3 separate regions of the Gossypium hirsutum genome follow, and all the other regions are linked to region 2. The links are chromatin contacts, called in public Hi-C maps. All regions are on one chromosome and are shown on one strand. The core of a region is the stretch at or near the end of the contact, and the rest is flanking DNA. Distances in the headings are between cores, read along the strand shown.

The links. Hi-C and Micro-C count contacts between places; a contact is called where the count stands out from the background.
Region 1: a contact with region 2 is called in a Hi-C map of leaf, with 4 times the contacts expected there. The contact joins the promoter of LOC107950117 here to the enhancer-like site in region 2. A contact is called at or near these places in 11 of 34 Hi-C or Micro-C datasets (anther, callus, hypocotyl and 2 more).
Region 3: a Hi-C map of leaf shows a contact between it and region 2, with 2.9 times the contacts expected there. The contact joins the promoter of LOC121223348 here to the enhancer-like site in region 2. A contact is called at or near these places in 18 of 34 Hi-C or Micro-C datasets (callus, cotyledon, hypocotyl and 3 more).

The regions. Positions count from the first base shown.
Region 1 is chrA03:678,138-681,863 of Gossypium_hirsutum_v2.1, reverse strand. It overlaps LOC107950117 (acetylornithine deacetylase), which reads left to right and starts at 2,405. Exons shown (of 10, transcript XM_016884878.2): 1 at 2,405-2,789; 2 at 3,717-3,726. The coding sequence starts at 2,463.
Region 2 is chrA03:732,292-735,532 of Gossypium_hirsutum_v2.1, reverse strand. No RefSeq gene overlaps it. Among protein-coding and RNA genes, the nearest start is that of LOC121223346, 7.5 kb to the left of the region's middle. Within about 2 kb of position 1,607, at least 7 of the 9 cell types and tissues checked have an H3K27ac peak or open chromatin away from gene starts, as enhancers often do. A contact at or near this core is called in cotyledon and leaf, where this site is marked.
Region 3 is chrA03:783,994-787,316 of Gossypium_hirsutum_v2.1, reverse strand. LOC121223348 (AT-hook motif nuclear-localized protein 23) reads right to left here and starts at 1,434. Exons shown (of 1, transcript XM_041104630.1): 1 at 185-1,434. The coding sequence starts at 1,203. The coding sequence ends at 400.

The DNA of each region.
Region 1 (3,726 bases), core at 1,156-3,655, 54 kb after region 2:
GATTTAACTTGCCATCAGCTTACCGTTACACCTTTAACGGAAATTAACGGCTCAATAACTAAAATATTACAATGCGATAACGTAAGTGACTAAAATGTAACATGAGATAAACAAAAGTGACTAATTTAATAGTTTACTCTAATATATTTGTTGGGGTCAAAATAAATTACTCATTTATTTGAATTTTTTATAATAAAAAATAAAAACGTTATTAATATTAAAAGAAATTTTTGTTGGAGTGAACAAGCAAAATAATCAATTGTCCCATAAATTCGACTCTAAATTCTTTAATGTGATTGGTTACATTAATTGAGCCGTTGGAGATCTATTACATACAAAATGGTCCTCCTATGACAGAATAAATCACCTCATTAATATCTCTAGGTACAAATATTAAAACTGAGACTCGAGATGCAGCATTTCCACAATTTTAAATCTATTTTCGAATCGAATTTAAAATTCTAAATCAACTTAACTTAAATTTAACCCGACTCATAATAAAGCTAATAAATTTATCATCCAAGTTAATGAATCATCAAATTAAAACATGATTTTTTTCTTAAATCGAATTATAATTCAGTCCAACTTATAAACAGTTCTAATATCGAGAAATGGTGATGGTGAGTGCATGGGGCTCATATTCCTATGTCCAACAAAGTCAGTAATCATTGCCTTTCTCTTCTTATCTTCAACTGCATGGGAAGCCACTTCTGTCTGGTCTGGTCTGGTCCTCCCTTTTAACAATCCCTGTCATGTTTATTATAGTACGGTCACTATTCTATATATAAACACTATCTCAGTTTACTTAGATTTCTTATACGTTAAATTCAGAATCCGAAATGGTTGAAATTTATAATAATTCGATGAATCAAAACAATTTGAAACGAAATAATTCAAACAATAAATAATTATATCATAAATCTAAGGTTTCGTATTAACTTTCATTTAAGCTTATTAAATAAGTAGGTTGAATTGATATTTCAATTTAGATCAGTTCGGAATTTAATTCATTCGAGTTTTAGGATTAAGTTTTTTGAACGAGTTATTGCATATTTAAATTATTTCAAGTTTGAATCTATTTGAATTTAAATAGGACAAATTCAAATTATTTAATTTTCATTATCAAATTAAGTTGCAATAAGATTCATCGAATAGTTTACTAGTATAGCCATATTTATTAGGCCCATGTCTTTCAACTGGGTAAAAGCATTAATAGGCTCATGAAGGCTTCATTTAGGCCCATTGCTTGCTTGAGTTTAACCCTACTTGCATGTTAATATGATGAATCGAAAATGGTGTTTCTAGGAGAAGGTCGTGACATGTTAATTAGATTAGTTACGGGCATTACTTGTTTCGAACATTATAAAAAGTTGTTGAAATTAGTTTGGATAAGTTGGATTATGAATCGATGGGTATATAGGTACAAAACAATGTAAACAACCAATTAACTCATAAATTAGTGCGAATTCGAGTTAAAAAATAATAATTGAATTTGTATGTATAACTCTATAAACCCTTGAAGTGGAGAATAATACACTCTTAAGCACATTTGAACTCATTTTCTCTTACATGTTTCAATACCAACAATGTCAACTGAGTTAAAAATATAAGATAAATTTGACAAAAGTATCATGGAGGCCCCTGTATTAAAAGTTAAATTGCATTTTGCTCATTTACTCAAAAAAGGTAAATTAGTCATTATACATTAGATCAAAAAGCAAATTGGTCTTTTTTATTAAAATTTTCATCCATTTATACGGCTAAAAGTTGAGTGGCAACATATAACCAGGTAGTTACATTTGGCATGCCACGTGTACCTCATGCTAGTAATTATTAACAGAAGACTAGTTTGCTCTTTGATCTAATATATAGGGATTAATTTGTCAACTTTGAGTAGAGTGGGCAAAATGCAATCTAACTCAGTGATAAATGTATTATGGAGGCTCGTGCACTAGGAGTCAGATTACATTTTGCCCACTATACTTAGAAAATGAGTAATTTAGTTCCTATACGTTAAATCAAAAAGCAAATTGGTCATTTCTATTAAAAATTTTATCAATTTCTATTGCGTACCTCATGCTAACAGAATAACCTGACAATTATGTATGGCATGTCACATGTATCTCATGTTAACATATAGAATCAACTTTTAACGATAAAAATAGATGAAAATTTTAATAGAATGATTAATCTACTATTTGATCTAACGTGTAGTGACTAATTTGCCCATTTTTTTAGCATAGGAGACGAAATGCAAACTAATTCCTAATACAAGTGCCTCAATATACTTTTACCACATAAATTTATACCAAACTATAGAACTAAATTTCAAATTCGAATATAGTAAACGGACCAAAATCAAAATTTAACCTTTTATTCTAGTCCTTTTTATGCCAAACGTGGGACGATTACCTTGCAAAACGCAAAACTCTCCCCTGTTTCGTCCTAAGAATCTTTCTCCAATGGCAACTTCGAACTTGAAGCAAACACTAGGCGATCTAAACAAGGAATCCTTCATCTCACTGCTAACCAAAATTATAGGTGAATCCAAGTTCTTACAAAACAACCCACCAGAACTAATCCCGGAAGAAGACAGGGTAATCAAACATGTACTAGATTGTCTGCTTCCTTACAGCACCACAACCGGTGGTCCTTTGATCGTTAACCATGTCACTTATTTCCCTGGTAGAGGCAATCTCATTGTGGAATATCCTGGGACTCAACCTGGAAAGATCTTGTCTTTTGTTGGTATGCATATGGATGTTGTCACCGCTAACCCAAATGATTGGGTACTCCTCTTTTATCCTTTCAATATTTTTATAGATTTTGATTTTGGGTTTCATTTTTCTTCATCATTCAAAACTTGGGTTTTTGTTTAAATGTTTGAATGTTTGAGTTTTAGGGTCATGTTTAATTTCTGGGTTTGGTTTGTAATGTTATGTAATTGTAATCGTGTTGTTTAAGGATTTGGGTGTGTTTTGATTTTGATTAATTCTATGGATTGTGGCTTGAATTAGCTTTTTGCAGCACTTATTTGTGTATATATGTGCTCGGGATGAAGCTAATCCAGCACTTTATAATATATATATGCTTGGGGTGAAGTTAATTTTGTTTAATTTCTAGTGATTTACAGTTTTCATACAATAGGAGCTATGGATTTTGGCTTGAATTAGCGTTTTGCAGCACTTATATAGGTAAGAGTACCATGGTGGCTTTCGAGTCGGATTACATTTTGCCCCTTCTACTAAAAAAATAGTCAAATTAGTCCTTATACACTTTAGATCAAAAGAGCAAAGGGGTCTTTCTATTAAAAATTTCATCCATTTCTGTTGTTAAAAACTAGTCATGTACGTCAATATAGTCAATATAAGGTACAGATGGCACAGTACATGTTAGTTGTTAGTTATATTGTCAGCGTATAAATGGATGAAATTTCTAACTGGACCAATTTGCTCTTCAGCCTTATGTATAAGGATTAATTTGCCCATTGTTTAAGTAGATGGAGCAAAATGCAATCTGGCTCCTAGTATAGGTGCTTTTATGGTACTTTTACCCACTTATATATTTATGTGTATATATATTGTTTGGATGAAGTTAATTTTGTTTAATTTCTAGTGATTTATAGTTTTCATACAATAGGAACTATGATATTGTGTCTTGGATCATTTTTGCTGAATTTTTCTTAGAATGGAAAGTTGATAATGGGGTTTTTATAGGATTTTGATC
Region 2 (3,241 bases), core at 358-2,857:
CTTTCAAAGCTTTTATGTTATTAGTTGGGGTTTCTTCCAAGAGATAAATTAAGACTTTTAATGAATGGAACAGGAACCCATTCATCAATATTTTAATCAAACAATGACAACCAAAAGTCTAAACAAGAAAGATTATAATATAATATTTTAATTAAGAGAATATAATAATAGGGTAAATAGATTATAAAGCAAATCATAGTTAATGGAGCCAAAACAGTCCAAATAAGAGGCCTCCTTTTGAGGAGCGGAAAGCATAGACGCAAATGAAAGCTGGGCTACATGGTGCCTAAGAGTAGGTAGGGACCAAAAAGTTTGGTAAGAGTATAGTAGAAGATATATATATATATATATATTAGATTAAAGAGTAAATTAATTCTTTTAAAAATTTTATCCATTTTCAATGTTAAAAATTAGTTCCTATATGTCAGCATGAGTTACATGTGGCATATAATGTATAATTATCTAATTATTTTGTCAGTTATACCAGTTTTTAACAGTAAAAATAGATAAAATTTTGAATAGAAGGGACCAATTACTCTTTAATCTAACCTATAGGGACTAATCTGCCCATTTTTGAGTATATGAGACAATGCAATTTGACTCTTAGTATAGGGCTTTCATGGTACTTTTACCATAATTTTGTGTTGGGAGGTCAAAATTAAATCATAAAATTTTCGGAACAACAAAATGTAATTTTATCAATGTTTTAACAAATATTTAATTAGTTAAAACTTGATATTAGTCTTTGTACTTTGCAAAAGTTATGGATTTAATCTCTGGACTTTAATTTGGTCATTTTTAGTCCCTATACTTTTCAAACTTACAAATCACAGTCCTTACCAAACAACAACAGTTAAATTCATTAAGTTCTATTATTTCCAAAATCAAATACGCTGAACATATAATCATAAGTATAATGCCATGCCAGCTTGTTATTTTCACATATACAAACTAAAAATCTAGTTAATGAATTAACAACTATCATTTGCATAAAGACTAGAATTTTAAAATTCGAAAAGTATAGGGACTTAAAATGATCCAATTGGAGAATATAGACCAAATCTATAACTATTAGCATAGTACATGACCGATAATTGAATTTAATCAAATGAATTTAACTACTACTGCTCTAGCTAAGATAAAAAATTCAAAATTCGATAAGTACAGAGATTAAAATTAACCAGTTCAAAAGTACAAAAACTAAAATTAGCCTAACTATAAGAATTAAATCTACAACTTTTGCAAATTACGTGGACTAATAACAGAATTTAACTTATTGAAGTAGTATTTGAAGGAACAAGGGAGCTAATGCTTATGTCAACATTTCTTGAATTTGTCCCTGGTAACAAGTCAAGATAAGCTAGTATTCATATTGTGTCCATATGATTTCTATATGTTATAATCATATTTAAAATAGTATTATATTAATAATTTAGAAATTTCTACGGATCAAGATATTAAGTGAATAAATTATTTAATTTATATTAATAATGATAGATACAGTCTAGGTAGATTCTTTCCTAGGTGAATTTTTATATTGTATTGTGTTTTAGTTATGGCAAGGTCTAATTGGTTCTCCAATCATCTCTCAATATTGGAGCCCATTGTGTTGATTATGGGCCTTAAGATCAAAACTTGGCTGAGTTGCTTGGTCCAATGTAACCAAATAGGGACAATTTAACCTTGTAAAGCCCAAAAACACAAAAAATACTAGAATTCTCTCAACCACTTTGTTGGTGAAAAATATTTTTTAAAAATATTATTTTATAAAAACTAATATTGGTTTTGAAAGGGAAATACATTTTTTAAGTAAAAAATTATTTTTTTAAAAATTTGAAAGGGCTAAATAGTTCACATATGTATGTAAATTAACTTTATTCATGTGCCAAAGTTGGATTCAAAAAAATTTCAAACCTAAATTCGAATTTGACCTTGTCAAAAATTACCAAAACTTGATGGATCAATTGATCGATACATTGATTCGAGGCAAAAAAAAATCAATTGATCCGAGAATTAATATGAAAATATATTAAATTAAATTATTACTTTTTATAAGGGCTCAAAATGTAATTTTTATTTAATTATAGAGTTGAAATGAATTAAAGTGAATTATTATTTTTAAAAGGGACTGAAAAAGAATATTATACTATTTTATTAAGGGGCTAAAGTTCCTGCCTACCTCCTAGTTACGCCTTATATATCTATATACTAAAAATTGCAACATGTGGATGAAATAATTATTTATAACTGCCGTTTTTTTTAAAATAATGAATGTTAAAAGAAGTTATATATATGATAATTGGTAAATGTAGGTTGTGTTGGTTTCATAAAAAATTATTTACAAAAAAAATTATTTTGTATTTTTTTATATTTGTTTTATGAAAAATAGCTTGATCAACGGAAAATTATTTATAAGTCAATGGAAAATAAGCCTCTTTTCTTATAAATTGACATATCTTTTTTAAAAGTATAAGTCATTTTTTGAAAATAAGCTCGTTTATAAGTAATTTTGTTTTTATATAAAAATTAACTTGAACCAAACCTAAAATTATTATATTAATAATAAATTTTAATTTTAATTTTAAAATATTTTTAAAAAATATAGTTTTAATATCAAATATTATAATATTCAATATTATTAAACATAAATATTTAATTATTTATATTTATTAATATAATTAATATGATTTATTATTTTAATGTTACTACGGTGAGAGCAGCTATCCTGGTTAATGGGTTAGCTACAAATTTGGTCGTGGATTACGCCAAGGAGATCCTTTATCTCCATTCTTGTTCATTCTGGTTACGGAAGTGCTTCACTTATTAAACGATTTCACACTTACAGTTTGCGGACGACACGATTTTGTTTTTAAAGGCAGAGGAAATGGTAGTGGAAAATATGAAATTTATTCTCCGTTGCTTCGAGACTTTTTCGGGGTTGAGTATTAACTTCAAAAAATCGTGTATTGTGGGGTCTGGAGTTAATGAGGAATTTCTTTACCGTTTGGCAGCTATATGTAAATGTAAGGTTGGGGTGTTGCCTATTTGCTATTTGGGTATTCCTTTAGGAGCAGATTCGAGAAGGGTAGCTACTTGGGACGTGGTGGTTGAGAAATTTAGAAAGAAATTGGCGGGATGGAAAGGTAGAAGTATGTCATGGGCAGCTAGGATAGTGTTGGTTAACGCAGTATTATCGTCTCTTCCAATCTATTTTATGTCTTTATTTCAGGCCCCGATGACT
Region 3 (3,323 bases), core at 185-2,684, 52 kb before region 2:
TACCATATCCTACAAGATTTTTTTACTTTGGAACCCCTTTTTTGTATGTTTCAAGTCCTAAGTTTCATGTCCTTTGTTATGTCTCTTGAGCCTATATTTGTGTATGTATATAAATGAAATTAAAGAAAGGGGGAAACCCTAATTTGATATATGTTAGTAACACATTGTTATCCATACATCATAATATCAAACCATTTTTTTTTTCTTATAGCAAGAAAGTTAATTGTTCCATATCATCAACAAGAAAGAAACTATTTTCCTTAAATCATAGATTCCAAAAATCCCCCAAAAAGAAAGCCTAAAAATACCCTAAAATTAACATTCAACATAAGATGAACATAAACTAGTTCCCATGAAATTTTGCTGACCTTTTTATGATCCACCATAAATGACAAGTTCTCAAAATGGAGGTCTATTACCACTGGAATTTCCAGGCCATCCTTCAACTGGTAATTGAACATTAGGAGGCATATTAAGTGGCAAATTAAAGAAAGGTAACCCACCTTGTTGTGTAGTAGAACCTGGATCAGCAAACATGTTATTTCCATTTCCACCGCCGTTTGCACCGCCGTTTCCACCACCGTCATCTTCTTCTAAAGGTAATCTTTCATAAGCTACATTTGTAAAGGATGAAGCTATGACGATAACAGGTCCAGCTGCCATAAGTTCACCAACTACGTTTCCACCTACAACTTGTCCTTGACCACCGGCTAAAAAGATGGTTAAACTGGTGGCACCGGGTGGAGCTGGCGGTGGTAGAAACGAACCGGAAAGTGATAAAATCTCGAATCTACCATGAAGGGTAACCACAGAACCAGTTGCTGATGGTTGTCTAATGGTGACGTTGGTGACCGTACCACTGCCGGATAATATACAGATACCCCTTTGTCGTCTCCGAGCATAGTTGGCTATACAATCGAATACATCACAGCGGTTGCCAATTTCAAGAATGTGAGCTCTAAGGGTGTTTGCACTTTCTCTGGTGATAATAACTGGTGGTTTAGGCTTGTTTTTGGAACCAGGTGGACGACCCCTTGGTCTACGAGCAACAAGATCATTATGACCTGTGTTCATCAAGTCATCGGCTGATCCACCGCCGCTTCCGCCACCGGTAAGGTGGTCTTCATGTTCAGATTGGTGTTGAAGATGAAGGTCAGGTCTATGAAGTTGATGATGAACATAGCCTAAATCAAGACCAGCCATGTTAATAACTTAGTAGTATATATAATATATATATATGTAAGTTAATTTAGATTAAAAACTGTTCAACAAAGGAGATTTGTTTAAATTTATATAAAAAAAAACTGGACTAAAAAAAAAAAGGGAAAGGCTATGAAGAGAAAGGGTTTTTGATTTTAAAAGAGAAAAAGAAGAGAAAATTGAAAACAACGAAGAATTGAGTATAGGCAAAGGAAAGGGCGGTGAAGTGGAAGAAGGGAGGTGAAGGAGGAGACAAAACAAAGTTTATATATATAATAAAAAACGCAGTCATTTCTAATATACTATGAATTGGTTGAAATTATTTCTTTATTTTTATTTTCTTTTTTTGAGATGCAAAGTTGGTGGATGCCAACACTACTCTCATTTTTATGAGCGTGGGCGTTTAAAATAGTAAGGTTATTTTATTTTATTGATGGGTAAATTTCATTCTCTAGTCACTTAATTATTAATAAATTTCTGTTTTACTCACCCAATTATATGAAAAGTTACAAAATGGTCATTTAATTATTTGACTTTTTTCTTTTGTGGTGACTAGCAGGAAGATAACTTGGTAACTTTTAAAATTGGTATAATAGCAACTTTACCCTCAGTATTTATACATTTGTGTTAATTTAGTGTTGATTCTAAAAAAAATTACTCTCAACATTTACATATTGTGTAATTTGAACTTTTTTGTGATTTTATTTTTCTTTGTAACATTGAAGGCTGATTTTAAAAGAATAAGAAAAAAAATTAAATTTATTGTCTTGGATTTTTTGGTGTTTCTTATACTTTCAATCAAATTTGGCTAATAAATTTGTTTATTTTTTTAACTTTTTAGATTAAAGTGTCATAAAGAAAAGAAAAAATATAAAATATAAATAAATTATACAATGTGTAAATATATTAATTTTTTTAAATTAAGTCAACACGATGTATAAATATTGAGGAGTACATTGATTTATTTTAAATTTATAACGTTATATATTTGGAATCACCATAACTTATAGATTGATAATTCCTTTAATAAAAAATTAATACAATTGGAGAATTCAAGAGCATGGGGAATATTTGTGAAAAGATATGAATTAAGAAAGCTTTTGGTTTGTTAGTTGTTCCAACCAATTATTCTAATTAATGTACCAAACAAAAGTTGGAACAAAGTAGTATATTTAACAAATTCAAAAAGAGAATACACGATATTTGTCAATGCAATTTGAATTCGTCTATTTTACTTTATGGAGTCTCGCTTAGTGAATGAGTTTACTCAACAATGAATCTAAAATCATATTGGCTAAAGCCTAATCTACTTTATACTATAGATAATTGCAGTGCTAACAAAGAACCTCCAATGTTACAATCACTCATCCCAAATAATCTTACTTATAATAAGGTTTACTTTCGAAGAAATATATAAACAAAATAGTGCAAAAATACAAAGCAAAGTTAAGCAAATAATCAGTCAAAAGCACTCAACAAGCACACCCAACATATGCAGCAATGCAACCTCTATATAGGTTGAGATCAATACCTTGTCCAAGTAATTGAGTAGATAAATTAGCATTAAAAATAAAAGAATTATTCGCACAAAATCTCCTTAAATTTCAAAATATAATATTCACATTTAAATAAATTCAAATCAACTTAAGCACCAAATAAAGCCAAATAATCCAAGTCAAAGATGTCAACAAAATTCATTACACTTGTGTTCCAACTTGTTGTCTCAAGTATTGTTCGAACAATGACATCTTAAATAGATAAGGTCTCAACATCAATGAATATAATGACATCTTAAACAGTTAAAGTCTCAACATCAATGAATACCTATGTAATTAATGAAGAAATTTAATGGATTAAATCAAAAGGATAATGGCAAAACAAGTGTTACAATTCCCAATCGATATCAATCTTAGATTCACCCATGGATAATTTGTATTTCTACCCTTGTATCAAAATTTCTCTTCAAAACTAATTACTATAAATGTTGTATTGAATTGTGGTTGAACTCAAATTAATTAATTAATTAATTAATTAATTAGAACAAATTTAGAAGAGAATCCTCGTATAGTACTTAAACTTAAGATCTCAAAGTTTTCGAAGCTTCAATTTTGAAAAAATAAATG